Regions from separate parts of the Hordeum vulgare genome. Here region 2 is linked to region 1. A link is a contact called in public Hi-C data. All regions are on one chromosome and are shown on one strand. The core of a region is the stretch at or near the end of the contact, and the rest is flanking DNA. Distances in the headings are between cores, read along the strand shown. Region 1 has its middle 15 kb from the start of LOC123401754. Region 2 has its middle 150 kb from the start of LOC123402844.

Evidence for each region. A called contact is a pair of places that touch in the nucleus more often than the background predicts.
Region 2: a contact with region 1 is called in a Hi-C map of leaf, with 5 times the contacts expected there. The contact joins two enhancer-like sites. A contact is called at or near these places in 2 of 6 Hi-C or Micro-C datasets (leaf and seedling).

What each region holds. Positions count from the first base shown.
Region 1 is chr6H:137,937,675-137,943,607 of MorexV3_pseudomolecules_assembly, reverse strand. No RefSeq gene overlaps it. Among protein-coding and RNA genes, the nearest start is that of LOC123401754, 15 kb to the left of the region's middle. Within about 2 kb of position 3,472, at least 3 of the 3 cell types and tissues checked have open chromatin away from gene starts, as enhancers often do. A contact at or near this core is called in leaf and seedling, where this site is marked.
Region 2 is chr6H:138,769,898-138,775,830 of MorexV3_pseudomolecules_assembly, reverse strand. No RefSeq gene overlaps it. Among protein-coding and RNA genes, the nearest start is that of LOC123402844, 150 kb to the right of the region's middle. Within about 2 kb of position 2,875, at least 3 of the 3 cell types and tissues checked have open chromatin away from gene starts, as enhancers often do. A contact at or near this core is called in leaf and seedling, where this site is marked.

The DNA.
Region 1 (5,933 bases), core at 2,223-4,722:
CCATGGACGTCACCACCACCGGCTCTGACCATCGACCGTAGACAAGGTTCTCGCCCGGATCTTGTCCCACGAGCATCCATCCGACATCTTGTGCATCTGTCAGACCACCTTCGAAGCCTCAGATCTTACCTCCAAGATCCGACGACCACCCATAGCGTCACTGCCATCGTGGAAGCCTTGGCACATCGGACACTGGCTGCGTGTGCCACCACTGGAGTTTGGAGGAGGGCTGCCACCTCACCACGCCAAACCGCGAGAGCCACAGGACAGGATCCCGCGCGTGCTCGTCACCGTTACTGATCCGATCTAATCGGACCCAAAGCACGCCTTGGCAAGGGACATCACCACGCCATGCCACCGCGGGTCGCCTGAGATTCAGCCACCGCTACCTTCTAGGGTCGCCGCCCAAGATCTAGGCTGGCCGTCGTAGCCGCCATCGGCCACGCCTTCTATGCCGCCGAATCGCCGAGCCGCCAACCACCACAGTCTTGGTTGTTGTCACGGCACCGACGATCCGAGGAAGCCGCCACCTGCAGCCATGAACTACTGGATTCGGCCGATGCAGATCCGACCGAACCAGCGCCGCCGACGCCATGGGAGGTCACGCCGCGAAGCCCTCCGTGCCAGCGCGTCCGCCTCTGCACCGACGGGCCCTACGCCAGCTCGTCGCCACCGAACCTGGAGAGAAAGAAATCCCCGCCGTCGCCGATGCCAGCCGGCCTTAGTCCGGCGACGCGCCCCGACGACGGCGAGGAAAGAAGGGATCTGGAACGCGACGAGGCTGGCGGCGCTAGGTTAGCTCCCCAGAGCCGCCGCAGGAGCGACTCATGAGGGGTTACGGGGCCCTCTATGTTACTCCTGAAGTTACTTTCACTCTGTGTATGCTAACTTCAGAAGATAAAACCGAGCTAATGAAGAACGGAAAAACGGCGGCACAAGAGGGGAAAGGAAGAACTAGGGCTTGTTTCATATGTCGAGCTGCCCATCCACCCACTCTCCAGATTACATAGCAAGCTAGGAGTCACAACACAGTACTACACTGTATTACAGAAAGTAGCCGGTGAACAATTAAACACCTCTTTCTGGATTGTCCGATGGCTAAACTTCTATGACGAACAATTCTTATTACTTTCAACATTAAGCCACCCAACAGTTTAAACACGTTATTTGGGACGTGGTTAAGAGGGATCGATGATATAACTGCTAGCCTTATCCGGTAGGATCATGTGCACTTTTGTGGGCTACATGAAACTGTAGAAATGACTTGGTATTTAACAAACATCAACATATTCATTTTTTACAGGTCATTTTCAAGGCTACTGCCTTGATCCGCACATGGTCATTACTCACTCCTGTGGAAGCCAGGGAGCCTATGATTACTGGGTGTGTCTGATGGAAGATGGTAGCTAAGGTTATCTTCAACCGTTTTGGATGACGGCATATTAATAGGATAGGTGTTTAGTCATCTATGCTTATTTTAGCGCATCCCGGTTGTGGCGAGTTGGTCGTCGTATATCTTTTTGCTATTTTTTTCCTTACTTTTTTAAAGACTCTATGTACTATTCGAGGACTTGGGTTTGATATAATATATGGCCGTATGCATCTCTCGATGCAGAGGCCGGGGCATCGCCTCCTTTTAAATTTTTTTTTTACAGAAAGTAGCCGGTGACTGTTTAAGACAAGAATTAGAACTAGAATGTCGATCGCCTTCGGATCCTCCTGAAGCGGTAGCGAACCATCTGGGTCGTTGGTTATCTGAACGTGAGCAGCTTAACTGAAGAAATGCTCAGCTCCTGACAAGGCAGGGGGCGATGACCGCGGCCGCGCGTGCCAACCTCAACCTCGCGCCAGAATGTGGTCAATGTCGATGCCAACTACATGCTGTTGTCACAGATCCTCGGACTCCATGGAGGCAGACAGACGCTGGAACCTGGCGCCAGCTGTTGACTCCATCCAGCATCTGGAAGAGCTAGACACCACGTTGCATACCATCCTGGGCAGATCTCCACACTGTCTGCACGAAGTGTGTGAATTTCAACGGAAATACTTGCTGTTACTACTTAATTACTTATTGATCTGTCTATCGTGATTAATTTGCTTATTTTAAATTTTAGATGTCTTGGGGACAAATGTTGTGCTGGGACCGGGGAGTAATTACATGTTCTAAATATATCTTTTTTCCTTTGTTGCTTGTGGTGCTGCTGGTTCTTCTTGGTTTGAGAAGATGCACATGAATGTTGTGATGGAATGCAGCGCCCGCCGCTCCCAGGAGCATGTCGAGGGTGTTAGAAGTATATTGTATTTAAGATAGAGATAAGAGTTAGAGATAAAATATATTTAAATTATACTCCCTCCGTTCCAAAATAAATGTCTCAACGTTGTACTAGCTCTAGTATAAAATTGTATTAAGCTCGAGACCGTTATTTTGGGACGGAGGGAGTATATGACTTGTCCTCACTCCAAATCTGTCTCCCTTCATATGTAGTACAGTACTCTATATATTCCTATAAGGGCTAGATCAATACAACATACGTCAACAAAAAACATTAGTCATTCCATATTTTCTACATGAGATTAGAGCGGTTAGTTTCACGACGTCTATCCTAAATTCCTCTGCCACTTCCGCACCGCGACGTCCCCGGAAAGATTAATCTTCTCTCCCCGGGACGCGGCACCCGATCGATCAAAGATCAGATAGGTTCCTGTAGCTTGGATCGATTTATTAGATTAGATCAATTCTAATTTTCGAAGTTGAAGTAGATCTGTTTTCTTTAGCTTCAAAATCAAATTCATTTACCCTCTTATCCGGCGAAAAATCTTCGAGGCATGTCCATCAGACACATCTTCCCAAGACACGAAGGTTCGAGCTGGCGTCCACCACGGGTGCATCCGGACGGCGGCAAGACCGGATGCTTGCCAGGTCCGCACCAGCAGGCGCACGCATGGCGGCAGCTATCCGGTCTGGTGGGATCGAACCGGCTTCTGCTCAGCACGGCATAGGGCAGATGGATGGTCTCCGTTCCGACGCATAGGCCTGCGTCAAGCGGCAGCAGGACCGGCTATTCCTATGATCTGCATCGACATCCCAGGCGACCGAGCATCATCAACAACTGCATGGCGCCACCACCCCGACGTACACGACACACAGATGCGCTTCCAGCACCAACACCACGAGCCAACGGCTTCATCGAAACCATGCATGTCGGCAGTAGATCATGGGAGGGCGGAACTCCCGCGGCTGGCGGCTCCATCCGGCGCATCCAATGCTACTCCGAGCAACAGACTTCGACAACGGGAGGGCCATACGGATTTGCCTCACCAGACAGATCGATCTGATCGGGCATGCAAAGCTCTTGGCCTTGACTCCTGCGCCTCTTGTGGAGCACCGAGCCGACTCCAGCGCGTCTCGTCGGCCGCGCGCCTCCTGATTCACCTGTGAGTCTGTGACACAAGCAGAGCCCATGTGTTCACGTTCAGGATGGGAATGGGCCGGGTCGGCCCACTGGATCACTGACCCGACCCAAAAAATCAAGGCCAATGGGCCAGGTGGGTCGGCCTCAAAACATACATGGTCCAGTAAAGCCGGCACCGTGCAACCCAATGGGTCACACGGGTCGACCCAGCCAGGTAACCCTAGCAGTCGAGCTGCCCCCGAGGCCGATGGACGCCCTCGACCACCAGTGCCGTCGCCGCCCCTGATCATCTCCGCCGCCGCCCCTGACCATCTCCGCCGCCGCCCTCGACCATCTCCGCCGCCGCCCTCTGCCGGTGGACGCCCTCAACCACCTGTGCCGCAGCCCGACCAGTCGACCCCGACCAGTCGACCACCTGTGCCGCCGTCGCCGTCGTCGGGACGCCCCCGAGTATCTCTGTTGTCGCCGGCGTTTCGCCTCGAGTATGTCGTCCCGGACGCCGTCGAGCACGCCATCCCGGTCGCCGTCCTCTCCAACTTGTCAGAGGTAAAACTTTCTTGCTGTTGTGCTTTCTAGCAGAAATTGACATCAGTTTTGACAGTATGGTGACAGTTCTAGTCATAATTTGGACCGTATTGATCAGATAGGATACTAGTATGATGAGAGATCAGTATACTAAATTGAGGACAGAAATCAGAGAACTTTGTATACTAATATCATCACAGATTCTCCATTTCTTTCATTGAACCAATTGATAAATCTCATCCAACAGGACTGACAGAAAATAGGCTGAGGAAGCCATTTTGATCCATAGTAAACCTCAGGTTCTTGTGTAAATTCAATCTATAAGTATACTAGAGTAAACTGAAATGAAGTATTTCTCATTCATATTCAGGCTCTCTGTAGGAGTATTTCTCATTCATAAGAAATGAAGCTTCTGAAAGTTTTCAGTTTTCAACAGAGCAAAATGTAAAAGCAAAATGTAACCTGCAGTTCCATTCAGGCATTTGATGTTACAGCAAAATGTAACCTGCAGTTTCATTCAGAGACAGTTTCTACATTTGTGTAAAAGCAAGAGTCACTTTTTGTTTGTGATTGCCTCAAACATTTATGCATATCTGATAAATATTAATTGACTATTATAACAGAACATGTGTAATCACAAAGCTTACGCTGATGTATGCTATATTTCTCTATGATCATCTTCTTGTACATTGCAGTTTCTTGTACATTGCAGAACATCTTCTTGTACATTGCAGTTTCTTCCAGTTTTGTGGGTGTTGATCCTTGTAATGATCCTATATTTCTCTATGGTCAGAAACATGGAAGAGCAAGAAGGGGACCAGGAGGCATACCGAAGTGGCAGTTCATCGTTGATATCCGGTGCGACAATGAGAAGGGCTCAACCACCTCCAGGGTTGTCTCCTTCTTCGATAAACATTTGCAAAGCTTATCATGGTGACCATTTTCAACCTTTCTTTTCCTAAGGATGCAACTTAAGAGTTGATAAGTTATTATCTAACTGCAATGTTAACACTTGTGTCCTTTACTCAGCAGGACGTTCACATGACACTCCTATGGTTGATTTTGAGGAAGATGAGGCCGATGAAGAAGATATTGACTATGAAGAAGAAGAGGAAGGAGAAGAAGATGAGGATGATGAAGAAGATGATGAAGAAGATGAAGAGGGAGGAGTTGATATCATTGACATGGGATCATTTTCTGAATCAGGAAGAAAGTTTTTGTCTAAAGTGTGGAAAGAATATGAGCCTATTCGTGTTGATGGCATAGTTGTAGCTGCTGAGTGCAAACATTGTGCAAGGAATATTTGTGCTGAGCGTAAACATGGAACAAGTTCATTGCGCAAACATTTGAAGAGATGCAAGGAAAGGAAGAAGGTTCTTAGAGTTTCTGGGCAGCTGAGTGCTTCTATAGTGAGTCCGGATGGAGTTGCAATGGGGCTTTGGACCTTTAATCAGGCATTAGCACGTCGAGAGCTCATGAGGATGATCGTGTTGCATGAGTTGGCATTCTCATTGGTGGAGTATGATGGATTCAGAAGATTTGTTTCTAGTCTAAATCCAAATTTCAAAATGATATGCAGGAAAACAGTGAAGGATGATTGCATGAAAGCATTTAAGGAAGAGAAGCGAATTCTGCAAGGGATGTTCAAAAACTCCAAATCCAAGATTTCTTTGACTACAGACTTGTGGACATCAAATCAGACAATTGGGTACATTTGCATCACAGCTCACTTCATTGACGAGGAATGGAAGCCGCAGAAGAGGATAGTTAAATTCGCAGCTAATTTTTGCTTGGTTTCAGTCTTTGTTTTCAATTTTTGCTCATAAATTTGCACATAATTACTCTTGTAACATTTCCTTGTAAATACAGACAATGAGGACTGAAGCTTTTTGCCGCAATTGATGTTAACCTCCAGTAGACGATGAAGCAAAAAGATGTCAACTTTCTTTATAATTTGCTGAAGTTTCGAAATGTAATGGCTGCTCCTTGAAAGAT
Region 2 (5,933 bases), core at 1,626-4,125, 830 kb before region 1:
TGCCTTGTTAACCTTTGTTTTATCATACCTTTGTTAGCATATTAACATGTCATTATCTTTTCCTTGCGCAGAAGGTCGCCAATCGGTGCCGCACACTAGCGGCTTTACTTTCTTGCCACAGTGTTTCGTCCACCGATGTGAGGGCACGTGCGCAGTACACGATGGATGTGCAGTCTTTCGCTCGTCCGTCTGCCAGCCGGCCACGGGCCTCTTCCGCTCGTCCGTCTTCGAGTCGAGCACATGTTTCTTCTAGCCGAGCACATGAAGAGGAGATTGAAGAAGAAGATGAGTCCGACAACGAGGCCGCGGATCCGGACTTCATTGAGTTTGGGGCTTCGCAGATGGAAGATGCTCCGCAGTCAAGTCAACCCACTCAGCCGACGGAAGAAACACGTCAAGCTAGCTCAAGGAACATCAGACGTCCTGGCTGGCAGAACACTCCAGAGGGCTACGTTACTAAGGGCAAGATGGCTGCAAAGAGAGGGAGGAAGTGAAGTATGTTACCTATGTCGTATTCTGAGTGTTATGATGTTGTCTATTGAACTATGTTTTCTGTTGAACTATGTTGTTTGTTGAACTACGTCTGTTAAACTATGAACTATGATGTTATGGTGAGTCTTATGATTTAAATTATGGTGTTATGCTGTGAATTATGGTGTTATGTTTTGATGAATGGTGTTATGCTGTGAATTATGGTCTTACGATTTAAACTATATTCTATGAAATATGTTTGTTGATCAAAACAGTGAAAAAAATCTTGTTTTGGGGTACTGGACTAAGGAAACGCCAGGAAGCTTGGCGTTTCTGGTTGGGTCTGCAACGCCAGCATGTCTGGCGTTTCTGCGCTGGGTGCAACGCTGGCCAGGAACCCAACACTGCGGTACTGGACTAAGGAAACGCCACGGAGCTTCGCGTTTCTGCTTTGGTCTGCAACGCCAGCCCCTTTGGCGTTTCTGCTTTGGTCTGCAACGTCCAGTAGACTGGTGTTGCACATGAGGCCTGCAACGTCGAGTAGACTGGCGTTTCTGCTAAGGACTGCAACGCCACGGTCTCTGGCGTTTCCAAAAGGGTCAAAACGTGAAATACTTTCGAGCCGAGTTCGTTTTGGGATGAACTTACGCCTTAAGGATCAAAACAGTGAAAAAATCCCTAATATGCAACCTGCTCCTCCTGCGTGCACTGTGGGCCAGCCCATGTGCAAGGCGGCTACCCCAATGTTTTTTTTCTATTTTTGTTTTTGCTTCATTAAACATTGTTTCAGGATTTCAAAACAAAATGAAATTTCAAAAAATGTTTACACTTTCGGAAAAGTCTTGAATTATTGGGGATTGCTACGCGTCCACCGGCCAATCGTGTGATATACGTCGGCCACCTTGATAGCCGTTGGATGTACGTGCGGGCGGTTGTTCGATCAATCTCCTCGCACACCTTGCTTGTGCCTTTCCCCACTCATTAAGTCTTAAATCAACGATGTGTTGCAGAAACAACTGCTTTGATTGTGGAAAATGCGTGACAATTAATCTTGAAACAACCATCGTGTTGCAGAAACAGCTGCTTTAGCTATTGCACTCGTATGGCAGAGTGGCAACTTTCACCACCACAACAAACTTATTCTTGTAGAATTTTTGTAACAGAGGACTCGTTGCAGAAATCTTTGCAACACATGCCTTGTTGCTGATTTTTTTTTTTACAACGAAGGTCTTGTTGCAATTTTTTTTGCAACAATGGTAATGTTGCAGATTCTTTTGTCTTCACCTACGTATGATATTACGAAAGAGATGTTTTGCACCATGATTGATGTTATAAAAAACAACACGACTAAGGTAGGCCCATATAGAACACGCGTCGCACGAACAAGAGGTTGCTGCTCTAAGGGATCCAGATTTAGATCCTGCAACATAAGAGCTGTTGTGGTGCGTGAACTGCAACAAGCCGTAAGTTACACAACCGTAAGCTGATGAATCCGTATAAAACACGTGACACACGAATGAGGGTGCGGATGCCTGCATGCAATCCGTCGGCTGGAGCACAGAGTTTCCCTTCTAACAATGATTGCCCATTCAAAAATTGTTCTTGAATTCAGCAAATGCTGTCAAGTGTGAAAGATGTTCATGATTTTGAAAAATAATCATGTATTTCAAAATTTTGTGCAAAGTTTAAAAAATGTTGTTGATTTTCAAAAAACGTTAATTAATTCTGTAAAATTTCATGATTTTTATAAAATATTATTGAATTTGAAATAAAATCACGGACTAAAAAACTGTTGTTGATTTTGGCAAATGTTCAGTTTCAAAAAGAAATCACGAATTCAAGAAAATGTTCATAAGGTTAAAAATATGTTTGTGAGTCCGAGAAATGTTCACTAATTTCAATAGATGTACTTAAGTTTAAGAAATACTCACGAATTTTACAAAATGGTTTAGAAATTAATATGTCTATGAAATTTCAAAAATGTTAGGAAAATCGCAAAATGTTCACCAATTTGAAAAAATAATTACGACTTTCAAAATATATTCATAAAATTAAAATTATGTTCCACAAATTTCAAACTATGTTCACAACTTTCAAACAAATCACAAATTGAAAATATTCTTGCGGCTTTCTAGAAAGTTCACTATTTTGAAACATATTTGTGATCGTTATAGTAGGTCGCAAATTTGAAAAAAGTTCATTAATCCAATAAAATGCGACGTTGAAAAAAGAGGAAAATATGAAAAGGTAATGATAAATAAAATGAATAGAAAAAAAAGAAATGGAAGAAACAAAAACTGGGTCAGGAAAGGTTAATCTGAAATGGCCGGGCCACACATCAGGACGATAGTTCGTGGTGTATGTGTTCGACCTCTATTCCCCGACCCATGCTGGGAATAGGACTCGCTCTGCAGGTGGGGAGTTCTTAATTCACACATGGCTCACTAGGTTCAGGCCGGTTCAGGCATTCGGGAACAACAACCTCATTTTTTTCACATTTGTTTTCCTTCTTTTGATTTTATTAGTTTATACTTTCAAATAATATAAATAAATATATTATAAAAGTAACTCTACATTATAAATTTGTAAATGTTGACCAAAAATTTGAAAATATTAAATGTGTATAATATTTATCAAGTATATGAAAATTCTATACAAAACAGTAAACTGTGTATGAAAAAAATTGATCACAGAATTAAAAAAATTCAAACCATGTATTAAAAGTTCTTAAAAGTGTTTGAAAAATGTTAATAAAGCATTTCTAAAATGTTACAAGTGTATAAAACAATGTTAACCATGTATTTTAAAATGCTAATTAATCATTTGAAAATTTATTAAATAATATATGAAAATGTTAACGAAGATTTGAAAAATGCTTATGTGCTTAGAAAAGCTGTTGACCATGTGTTCAACAAATATTAATATTGTATTAAAAAAATTTAATGAAGTAGTTGAAAATTGTGAATTTTTAATAGAGGAAAAGTTAACCATGTATTAAAAATGTTAATCTTATATTTTTAAAATGTTAGCCATGCATTTGAAAAGGTTTAAAAGTGTGTATAGGAAAACAAATTGACCATGTATTAAAAAATATGAATTTTGTATTTGAATTTCCTTAATCAAGCATTTGAAAAATGTTAAAAATGTGTATAGATTTTTTTTGAAACTGTACATAAAAATGGTATTGAATAAATGTTAAACGTGTATTTCCAAAAAAATGCTGATATATACAAAAAATGTAGATTGAAAACCAAAGAAACCCAGAAAAGTGAACGAAAAAAAACAAAATAAACCAAATAAAAAAGGAAAAGCAAAATGAAAAAGCAAACGTACAAATGCAAGAAATAATGAAAAAATGCAAAAGAAAATAAAACACATAAAACAAGAAAAAAGCCGAAGAAAACTGGCTCGAATTGCGTCGATTAGGTTGTACCCCTAGAACTAAGAATGTGGTCGTAGTGACTAGCAGTGTTTCTATTGCCCTGGTTCTCTCCTTTTCCTTCTCTTTTTTTTCCTTTTCTTTTTTTTCCTACCGTCTCGCTGACTGCAAGATATATTAGTTGCCGTGCTTTTAGGCCGGCCATATGGGGCCGGGGTGCCCCTTTTTTATTCTTGCATTTCTCTTTCTTAGTTATATATTTTTATTTCATTTATAAAGAAAAAATGATTTAAAAACTGGTCCGACTATTATAGAATTGTCGGGATTTTTAGAAAAAATCGAACTCGTCAAAATTCATGAGTCTGAAAAATAGTTTTCAAATCAGAAAAATGTTCGCAAGTTTGGAAAATGTTACTGAATTAAAAAAAGTTATCGCAATTGAAAAAATGGTCGTATATGGATTAGAAAAAATGCATCGACTAAAAAATCTACATGAATTCGAAAAACTGTCATGCATTTGAAAACAAATTTTCGTAACTTAGATAAATTGTTCCCGAAGAATATGTTAGTATATTCCAAAAATGATTTACTATTTAGAAAAATATTCATGTGGTTTGATTAAATGTCCACTCTTTTTAAATAATGTTCCTGAATTTGCAGAATATTAGGTATCTGATAGATCTTCGATTTTGAAAAGAATTCATGATTCCATAAATAATGTTCATGAAATTTAATAAATAATTAAGATTTCGTGAAACTGTTCACAAAATTTGAAAATCTGTTTGGAAAATAAAAATAAATAAAACAATGTAAAAAATGGAAGAACAAAATGAAAAGGCAGAAAAAAATAAAGAAAACACAAAACGAAAAAACTAGCATGGGAAGGTCGTTGAAACTTCTCAAAACCTAGAAAACAGTAGTTGGGCCGATCCAACATTATAGGTGCAGGGAGGTGGTGGTGGGGTCGGGGGGGGGGGGTGTGCCCATGGTCATTATCCAACGATCCGGGCAAAATAGAATTCCACTGCAAGTACTATCTTTTGGTCAAGGAGTATGTTGCTATTCAATCCATCCCGACCGGCTTGAACTCTAGCCTCAAGTTGCCCACCTCGTCGGGGACTTATGGATACAGAAAGGTCGCCTCGAACTCAATTCTTGTTTGGTGCTTATAGCACCAAATATAGCATACTATACAATGACACACCTTCACTCCCTTCATTAGTTCTATCTTCTAAGTGGGCTGGCCCATTTGTTTCTTTTGTACTTTCGTCGTTTCTAAATATATATATTTTTTAGAAATTTTGCTGCATACTACGCATGGATGTATGTAAACTTATTTTAAAGTGTGAATTAATTCATTTTACTTCATATGTAGTTCGTAATGAAATATTTAAAAAGACATATATTTAGGAGCGGAGAGAGTACATTGGTTTGGGGAACCTTCCAACGTTTCCTCTATTTTTTCACCCAGTTTCCCATATTTATGTTGGGTAAGGTTCTGTTTTTTTTTTTTCGTTTTCCCTTTTGGCATATCCAATATTTAAAAATATTGTGATTTTTTTCAAATCCATGAGCTTTTGTCTTGTTTTTCCAAATTCATGCATTTTTTTAATTCACCAATTGTTTTCAAGTCTGTGAAGTATTTTTAATTCAAAGATATTTTTAATTTCGTAGCCTTTTTCCGGTTTGTGAACATTTTACAAAATTTTGCTAACATTTTTTCCCAAATTCGTTACCTTTTAAAAATTCATGAACCTTTTCATATTCAAAATTGATATCAAATATATGAAATTTTCCCAAATTTGTGAACATTTTTATGAATTCATGAAATGTATTCAAATATGATGAATTTTTTAATTTCATGATATTTTTTCGAAACTGTGATTTTTTCAAATTCATAAGGTTTTGCTCTGACTTTTTGGTTGAACATTTTTGTACAACAATTAACAACCTGACCAGTGGTTCAGGGTCGTGGTAATTCGGTCAGCCGTCGACCTGGTATTGATCCGGCCCAGGTGCTCTGGAGGGTTTTTTTTTCCTGTTTTTCATTTTCGTTTTTTTCGTTTTTTTGATTTTTTTTTTA